Linked DNA regions of Sus scrofa: regions 2 and 3 are each linked to region 1. A link is a contact called in public Hi-C and HiChIP or PLAC-seq data. All regions are on one chromosome and are shown on one strand. Each heading gives the region's core, a stretch centred on a gene start, on an enhancer-like site or on the middle of the called end of the contact. The rest is flanking DNA. Distances are from core to core; before and after follow the strand shown. Region 1 overlaps LOC106505688 (a long non-coding RNA gene). Region 2 holds the start of CEP63 (centrosomal protein of 63 kDa). Region 3 has its middle 17 kb from the start of ANAPC13.

What was found. A called contact is a pair of places that touch in the nucleus more often than the background predicts. HiChIP or PLAC-seq counts read pairs in DNA pulled down with a chosen protein or histone mark.
Region 2: a contact with region 1 is called in a Hi-C map of skeletal muscle, with 6 times the contacts expected there. The contact joins the promoter of CEP63 here to the enhancer-like site in region 1. A contact is called at or near these places in 5 of 5 promoter capture datasets (fetal liver, fetal skeletal muscle, liver and 1 more), 34 of 47 Hi-C or Micro-C datasets (adipose tissue, alveolar macrophages, blood and 16 more) and 2 of 2 datasets of contacts at active chromatin or transcription factors (alveolar macrophages and skeletal muscle).
Region 3: an H3K27ac HiChIP or PLAC-seq map of skeletal muscle shows a contact between it and region 1. The contact joins two enhancer-like sites. A contact is called at or near these places in 2 of 5 promoter capture datasets (fetal skeletal muscle and skeletal muscle), 21 of 47 Hi-C or Micro-C datasets (alveolar macrophages, brain, embryonic fibroblasts and 11 more) and 1 of 2 datasets of contacts at active chromatin or transcription factors (skeletal muscle).

What each region holds. Positions count from the first base shown.
Region 1 is chr13:75,442,026-75,444,889 of Sscrofa11.1, forward strand. LOC106505688 (a long non-coding RNA gene) reads right to left here. Exons shown (of 3, transcript XR_001300331.2): 2 at 307-441. Among named protein-coding and RNA genes, the nearest start is that of RYK, 53 kb to the left of the region's middle. Within about 2 kb of position 1,401, at least 10 of the 83 cell types and tissues checked have an H3K27ac peak or open chromatin away from gene starts, as enhancers often do. A contact at or near this core is called in skeletal muscle, where this site is marked.
Region 2 is chr13:75,604,226-75,607,089 of Sscrofa11.1, forward strand. It overlaps CEP63 (centrosomal protein of 63 kDa), which reads left to right and starts at 1,399. Exons shown (of 13, transcript XM_021069477.1): 1 at 1,399-1,481. It overlaps ANAPC13 (anaphase promoting complex subunit 13), which reads right to left and starts at 790. Exons shown (of 3, transcript NM_001178070.1): 1 at 767-790; 2 at 1-62. The coding sequence starts at 35.
Region 3 is chr13:75,586,908-75,589,771 of Sscrofa11.1, forward strand. No RefSeq gene overlaps it. Among named protein-coding and RNA genes, the nearest start is that of ANAPC13, 17 kb to the right of the region's middle. Within about 2 kb of position 1,359, at least 39 of the 83 cell types and tissues checked have an H3K27ac peak or open chromatin away from gene starts, as enhancers often do. A contact at or near this core is called in skeletal muscle, where this site is marked.

The sequences.
Region 1 (2,864 bases), core at 151-2,650:
CTGAGTGAGGACAGGGATTGAACCTGCATCCTCATGGATACTAGTCGGGTTTGTTAACCGCTGAGCCAAGAAGGGAACTCCTTGATATACTTCAATTTAATGAACTGTGGAAGGACTGAGAGTCTCAGAAGGGCCCACTGGGGCTTGGCAGCTCTCTTTGGAACACCAGCCCCTCCTTCTTTCTCCATCAGCACACCCTTCTGTGGGTGGTGAGGGGGACTCTCAGAGGTTGCTAGATTTGAACAGAACCAAATTTTAATTGAATGAAGCCCCAGAGGTGGGGTAGGAGTGATTGAGAGACTGTACCTCAGACATCTTCCTGGCTTCATCTGTGCAGGCAAGAGCTGGGTGTTGATGCATCCCTGGCAGGCCACCTGAGCTAAGGAATCCTCACTCTGCCTGGGCCTGGCTGGTGCACTTCCCCGGATTCTGTCCTGATGGCTGCAGGGAATACAATCGTTAGTCCCCAGGCCATCAGTCTAAACTGGCCTCCCCACATGCCTGTTGTTTAGTTCCGATCTCTCTTTGAAAGTGTCTTGTGATAGTGTCTTCCATTTACCCTGAATAGCATACAGCAGGTGATCACTAAGCATTGTGTGAATAATAATCCCCCACCCTCTTCCCAGAGTTGAGCTTTGGAGTGTGATTAGAAGAATGGGTGACCCTGGCTTCCCTTTGGTCCCCACTGCTCACCTCTGGGGTGGGTGCAATGAGTGTGATCCAGAGCTCTCTGCCTTTCCGTTGTGGCTGTGCTCATGCTCGTGCACACTCCCGGGCTCATGCTCACCCTGTCCAGGACACATTCACTGCTCATCTGTGTCTCTCTAGCACAGAAACGTGAGAGTTTCTGCTCAGGATTTCCCACTCTCTCTGGGACTACCCCTCAGAGGTATTTTCCAGGTGCTTTTATTTTTTTTATTTTTTGGCCACCCTGGAGCATATGGAGTTCTCAGGCCAGGGATCAGATCTGAGCCACAGCTGTGCCCTGCACTGTAGCTGTGGCAATGCCAGTTCCTTAACCCACTGTGATGGGCCAGGGATCAAATTTGTGCCCTAGTGGTCCAGAGACACCGCTGATCCTGTTATTGCACAGCGGGAAATCCTCCAGGTGCTTTTAGATGTTGAGAAGCCCCAATATTCATCATCATGACCATCATAGCTGTTCTTCCTTTGTGCTCAGCACTCTTCACAACATTTCACTCAACATCTCATTGACTCCTGGCAACACTCTAAGACTCAGAGATGGTAATTTGCCTGGGGTCACACAGATGGGCCCAGATAGGAAGCCAGGTCTATCCTACCCATGTCTGTGTAACCAGCACTCGAACTCCCAAACTGGGTTTCATTCAGCAAATGTTACAGCACAAAGGATGTGTGTCTCAGCCACCAGGGGCCGCTGTTTCCCCACACTCTGGACAGGAACCTGGCCGCTGTCCCCCCACTGACTAAGGTTGACCCCTAGGGAACACAGCCTGAGCTGAACTTGTGAGCCCAAGGGAGTCCCGCAAATTCTAGGGGGCCTGCCCCATCTTACCACAGCCCTCAGCACAGCCTTCAGCCTGCCTACCCTCCAAACAAACAAAAGGGAGCACGGAAAGTTGGCCACTGCAGATGTCAAAGTATAAGCCTGTTTCTTGTGCTATGTCAGAATTTTTGCCTGTCTCATTTTGGGGGCCTAGCCAACTGTCAGGTCCCCCCCCCTTTTTTTGTCTTTTTGCCATTTCTTGGGCTGCTCCCGTGGCATATGGAGGTTCCCAGGCTAGGGGTCTAATTGGCCAGAGCCATAGCAACGTGGGATCGAGCCACATCTGCAACCTACACCACAGCTCACGGCAACGCCAGATCCTTAACCCACTGAGTAAGGCCAGCGATCGAACCCGCAACCTCATGGTTCCTAGTCGGATTCATTAACCACTGCACCACGACGGGAAATCTGGGTCCCCTTCTTGAATGAGGAAGGCCACTTTCAGAGGTGTAGGCCCCCCCCCGGGGGGGGTGGATATCGTTAGACCACTGGTCTCCAAACTGGGTATGTGAGATGATCTCTTGGAGGTAGTAAAGAAAAATACTAGAATTTTTATTCTGCATTAACTTATATTTTTAATCTACAAGTAAGAATGCAGCTTCACTAATATTTGATGGCCAAATTGGTGGTGACTCACTGGAATGGATGTCAAATAGCCCTGTGTCAATAAGGCCTATGTGACAGGATTTGTGTGTCCTTGTTGGGATGGGCTTATGGAGTGTATTATGTACTTTACCTAACCTAATCCTTATAGCACAAACAAGTTGCTTTTTTAGGAATTCCCACGGGTGTTCCCATGTGGCACAGTGGGATAATGATCCAGCTTGTCTCTGTGGAGGCTCCGGTTCCATCCCCGGCCCAGCGCAATGGGTTTAGGATCCAGCGCTGCTGCAGCTGTGGTATAAGTTGCAAGTCCAGCTCAGATTCAATCCCTGGCCTAGGGAACTTTCATGTGCTGCAGAAGCAGCTAAAAAAGGAAAAAAGGAAAAGAATTCCCTATGAAGAACCAGGGTCTGAAGGTCACACAGACAGTATCTCACAAGTGACCAGAGAAAGAGAAATGATTGAGTGGTCACCCCACACCTCATACAAGCTCTTAGCTGCTCAGGACATAAAAACAATGAGAGTCTATTCCGAATTGATAAGACTCCGGTCTCCCAAACTCAAACCTCTCAAAAGCATTTGAAGTTCTATCAAATGTTTATGGTGAGCTCTGTTATAATAATAAACACCACTGGGCCTTGAGATCAGTAGTACTGGGGTAGGAGTACAGCCAGCCATATGGTGTATCAGGGACCCCTTCAGGGGTGCATGTAGAAAACTGTTTGGAGACCAAGAC
Region 2 (2,864 bases), core at 149-2,648, 160 kb after region 1:
AAGATCCTTCCATCTCTCTGTACCTCACTGTCCATTTTCCTGCAGCTTTGCTCTTGCCAGATCTGAAAGCCAAAGAGGTTATTTCTTAAGCATGAGGAGATGATGTAATCTAGCACTAGGGGTTCTCCAAGCTTTTTAGCCTGGATGTGTCTTTTGGCATGATATCACTTTGGGAAAGACTCATCTCATCCGGGTCAGGTTATTTACAAGATCACAGTCCCTTCCAGCTGATTTTCCCAGTCACACACAGATCCCACCTTTCTGTAAGGGTTTCTCAGATCACTCCAGCTTCAGCCCACATCCTGCCCTTGATCTACCTTTTGTCCTTATGATCTACTAACCAAGTCAGGTCGACTTTGTGACCAACTGCTCAGGTATTACTGCTTCCAATTGCTGTGTGTAGTAAAATTTTTTGTCAGTGACTCAGCACATCTTTCCTCAATTTGGCCTCAATCTTTTTTCACCTGTCCCTCTTCCGAACACCTCTAACTCTGTTATCCTTTCCAGCCTTTGCACTCAAAGTTCTTTACCCCATCACTAACACACCCATTTTTCCTTCCAAACTCAAAGCTGGCGTCAGCTCATCAGAACCAACATGCCATTTCCAGAGTTAGGCGCTAAGGTGCCTTCTCTCTTCAGGGGCTGGAAAAAAGGAAAGCACAAGACGGGCAAAGAGGGGCAATGACCAGGAAATGACTACGTCTCAAACACTTGCCTCACTCAACAGAATGAAGCATTACCACTTTCCTGAACAAAGTTTTCTTACACATACGACTGTCCCAATGCCTGGAATGCTCTGTCTTCTTCCTTTTTTCCCCAGCTAACCCCAAACTGTCCAAAAAATTTAGCTCCCAGGTCGTCTTCTGCAGGAGTCGTTCTCTAAGAGCCAGAAGAGCGCAGTCCCCGCCCCTCCGCGGGTCCCATAGTTCTCTGGGCACAGAGAATGATCCCCATCAGGATCTTGGTATATTGCCTGTCACACGGTCTTTCCAGACACGAGACGCCTGCGTTTCCCGGGGGGAGGGCAGTTTTATTCATCTCTGCTTTAGAGCTCTGTGAAACATGCAGTTACATGAGCAAAACTGGGACGCCTTTTCCCTCGCTAGAAATGACCCTCTCGGGCCACCACCGTCCATACAGGCCTGGGAGGCCGCCCCACAGCCACGGCTTCCGGCCCGAGGCGGGATATACCAAATGCGGAAGCGAGGGGGGGGGGTCCGGACAGCCAAGCAAGTTCCCCTCCTCCCCGCCCAACGTGTGGTAAGAGAAGTGGTTAGGAGGGAGAGGATGATGTGAAAACAACGACCTAAGCCAAGAGAAACGGCAGGAGTCCGAACGCGCTCCCGTATCTCCAGACCCTACATTACGTGCGCGCAAACCCTTTTACCAGCCCCAAACCCAGCGTGTCACACACCCCCGCCGACCGCGCCCTCAGCATCACGTGACCCAGACGTCCTTCACTTTCCGATCCCCGGATGTGGGTGAGCCCATTTGCCGGAGCACAGGGGGAGTTAGGGAGGACATTGTTTTAATTAAAAGTGAAGGAGCAGTGGGCAAAACGAACGTGCTGACTGCTGTGGCTGGACGTCAGGTTGGCGGTGCCGCGCGTGCGCACCCCCAGCCGTAGGTAACGGCGGGAAGGCTCGGGGAGCGCTCGCGGCAGCCCTTAACCGCATTGCGAACGTCGGACGGGCGAGGGGCGGCCGTCTCTGGGCCTGGAGGTAGCCCTGGCTGCGGTGGGGCCGCGGGCCGAGCGGCCGAATGGCCTGGGGCCTGCTTCCTCAGCCGCCCGCTGGCCTCCAGGCCCGCCCCCGCCGGCCCGGCTCCGCCCCGGCGCCCCGCCCCCCGGCCTTTTCGCTGACGCCCGGCTGACCCGCGAAGCCGGATATGGCCTCCCTCGGCGTGCGGTCCCGGCCAGCCAGGTGGTCAGCTCTTACCTAGAGACCGGGCCGGCGGGAGGGCGGCGGGGTGGGCGAGCTGCTCGTCTTCCCGGAGCGGAGTTAGCCGCGGGCCACTCTTCCACTTCAGGGGAGGGATCCTCGGCAAGGCCCTCTCGCCTGGGCTGCCTCATCTGGTTAGCTTCTTAGCATTGTTGCGACTTAGGTCATTGATGGCAGGTGATAGCGGTTCATTCACGGGTGGGAAGTTTAGCAAGTTTTAAAAAGTGAGTTGGTTAAAAACGTATTGGAGGTACAGAAATGTGGCAGAAAACATGAAGGACTCAATTGGGGAACCCTGGACTTAGGGATCCATACAAATCAGGGATGGGAAATAAATGATAAATTGAGGAAATAAAAGGTATAGGTCCTTAGAACACTTTAATCATCAAGATACTTTAAGGCGGTAAATCTAGGCTTATAATGAGGTTTTTCTTATGCTTCTTGAAACAGTAAAGATGAGTCCGCTGTCAGCGACTACTCTTCCTTTGCAATTACAGTACATTTCTTTGCACAAAGTAGTTTTCCTTGAGCCTTACAGACAGTTCCTTAAACCAGTCTTTAAGAATTTTTTCTTCTTTTAATAAAGCAGTATTGTAGGGTTAGTGCCCTGTGGTAATAGTTTCCCACATGCGTGCATTTAATTTTCTAGACATGAAGAGGAAATCAAGGATTATTAACTACATGCTACCTTCGAATATTTATATTTATACTGATCACAACTGTAGCTTAATTATATAATAAAGTGTATGTGTTTTATTTTGAATACCGTATCCTTTTTTTTTTTTTTTTGTCTTTTTGCTATTTCTTGGGCCGCTCCTGCGGCATATGGAGGTTCCCAGGCTAGGGGTTGAATCGGAGCTGTAGCCACCTGCCTACGCCAGAGCCACAGCAACGCGGGATCCGAGCCGCGTCTGCAACCTACAC
Region 3 (2,864 bases), core at 109-2,608, 140 kb after region 1:
TCGAACTATACCACAGCTCACGGCAACACCAGATCCTTAACCCATTGAGCAAGGCCAGGGATGGAACCCACAACCTCATGGTTCCTGGTCAGATTCATTTCCGCTGTGCCATGATGGGAACTCCCCATCCACTTCTGGACTCCAAGGGTCAACCATGGGCTTGTTTATGGATTCCTGGGACATGCTGTCCAGAAGAGAACCTTGTACCAGGAGACAGGATATGGGACCAGCCCCAATTCTGCCTTGGTTTCCCTTCTGGAAAGCGTGGAGCCAGAAGGGGTGATGTCTTCATGGTTCCTTCAGTCCCAGGCTTGTTCTATCCAGGTATCCTGCCAGGCATTCTATTTCTAAAGGCCTCAGAGAGGAAAACTCTAGAGTCCATGGGTCCTTTTTCTTTTTTTAAATTGAAGTATAGTTGATTTATGTTCAGGCGTACAGCAAAGTGACTCAAATATACATATGTTCATTTTCAGATTCTTTTCCATTGTAGGTAATTACAAGATGTTGAATACAGTTCCTTGAGCTATTATACTGCAGGTCCTTCTTATTTATCTACTTCATAGGTTTTTTTCTTTAATTTTTCTGCCTATCAATTCCAAAATTTTCTCCTTCCCATCACACAGATCTTTTCCCATTCAGTCAAGACCCACTTCTTCAGCCACAAACAGCTGGCATTTGCACAGTAAGCCATGTAGAAAAGTTTACCCCTCTTCTTCATAAATGCTGACTACCTTAAGTATTCACTTCTTTCCAAATCAAGATGGCAGGTACGATGGCCTCACGCAGCAAGGGCAGGCCTGGGCTGAGGCAGACAGCCCCTGAGATCTTGGTTCTCTGAATTTCTCCCCCTCCCATGTGGAAAGTGGGGACCTGGCCACACTGGCTGCATGGCAGTTTTGAGGCTGAGTTGAGCCATCCTTAGGCTCTGTGATTTTGCTGCATCTCCTCTCCCTCTGGGGGGCAAGGACAGGGATCTTGCTGTGCAGACACCCCTCAGTAGTGGCTTTCGACCCTGTGGAGTCTTGGTGGAATGCTGCAGGCTATAAATAATGAAAAGAATATGGTGAAAATAGAGTCTGGCTCCTTGTGATTCCACTGGGATGCTGGATAGGGAGCGTTTACTCGGAGCACTGCAGCGGCTCCCTCCTGTCTTTCCCCCATCCTGGGTTAAAAACAAACACAAAAACTTTCCCGAACTTTCCCATTCCTCCGTGGCCTGGCTGTGAAGGCTGAAATTCCAACCCGTGTTTGTTGTCACCGGCGGGCCCGTTTCCATGGTTACCCAGATTCCGGGCGCTGGCCCAGGGCCCACCGCAACCCATCCCTCCAAGTCTCCTTGGCAGAGGAGAAACATTCCTTCTCGCTGCGGAACGACAAGCCGAAAGAAGGTGCTCTCCTTCTCCCGCAGCCCCCCTCACCCCCTCCCGAGTGATGTGCTGATGTGCGTGTTCTAGGTAGTTCTGTTCCGCATCAGTTTGGGGGGGGGCGGTAAGTGCGATGTAACGATTTCCTCCATTTCTCTTTTCCTCATCTAAACTGAGGAATTGCTTTCTTACACTGAACATTCCACCCTTGGCAAACACTCCAGATGGTTCTCATTAAAATTCCAATTCCTTTTTTTTGCAATTCCTTTTTTTCCCCTCATTCCCCTCATACTCCTGTCTCCAAAACAAACACCAGGTGGAGGGCTGATGAGAGGTTCCATGGCCATGAAGGAGCTCCAGCTCCTCTTCTTACCAATGGCCACTTCTGCCCTTCATGGGGCTGGAATTAATACATACCCAGGGATGGCATACTTCATGTTAAAAGTGCCCTTGGCCATGGGCTTTCTGCCTTTGTAGGAAGAGAGGCAGAGAGAAGCTAGGTCCCTGCTCCCGGGGATTCCCTGCCTGGACTGTGCCTGCTGAGGGTCTGGGGAGGGGGCTGCCGACCACCCCAGTTAGTGCATGTGGAGGCCTCTGGAGTCTCCTGGAGACACTGGCCATAGGAGTGAGGCATGATCTAAGGAGCCAGAGGGAAAGATCGCCAATGCTTTTTGGCCGTAATTGCAGCTGAGCGGGCCACAGGCATTGCTCCCACATCTGGAAAAATTTGCTTGCTTAGGAAAAGTGTGCATGTGTCCCAGGATATGTATTTGATGTGTTTTTATTTCCAACTTTATGAGAAAAAATTTAAAATACAGGGAAGGTGAAAGACTAATAGGAATACCCATATCCCTCCACCAACATTCAACAAGTGTTACATTTTGTCTTATTTACCTTCTCTCTTTCTCTCTTTCTAGCTAGATGCACAGATGATGATAGATGGATCAATCTCTACGTCAAAATTGTGGCGATTGAAAGTTGGAATGTTTCCCTTGTGATGTTTGATAATCTTTTAATTTATGTATTATAATTATGTAATATAGGGGTACATTCTTATTGTAAAATATTCATATATTTGAATAATACAGAGGATTAGAGAGAAGCAAAAGCTCTGCACTGTCCCCCTCAGCCTGCCTCCCCATCCTTGAGGGTAGCTCGGTTTGCGTCCTTCCCGACTTTTGTCTGATTTTTGCAGACATAGGAATGTTTAAATAGAAACATATGCTTTTGTTACATGTATTTTTAAACACAAATGAGATCATACTATGCATGTTCTTTTGCAGTTTGTCCTTCACTTGAAAACATGTCTGAGCGCTTGGAGCCTCATTCTTAAACTACTGCGGAGGAGTCCAAAGGGTGGTGTATGTATTTTCTTAACGATTCCCCCTTGATGGACGTCTCAGCTATTTATTATTCTTTTTCCATTTCTCACAATGATGCAGTTAGTATCCATGGAAAATGTTTCCTTCAGGACATGTAGTAGTATTTCTCTTTGCTTGT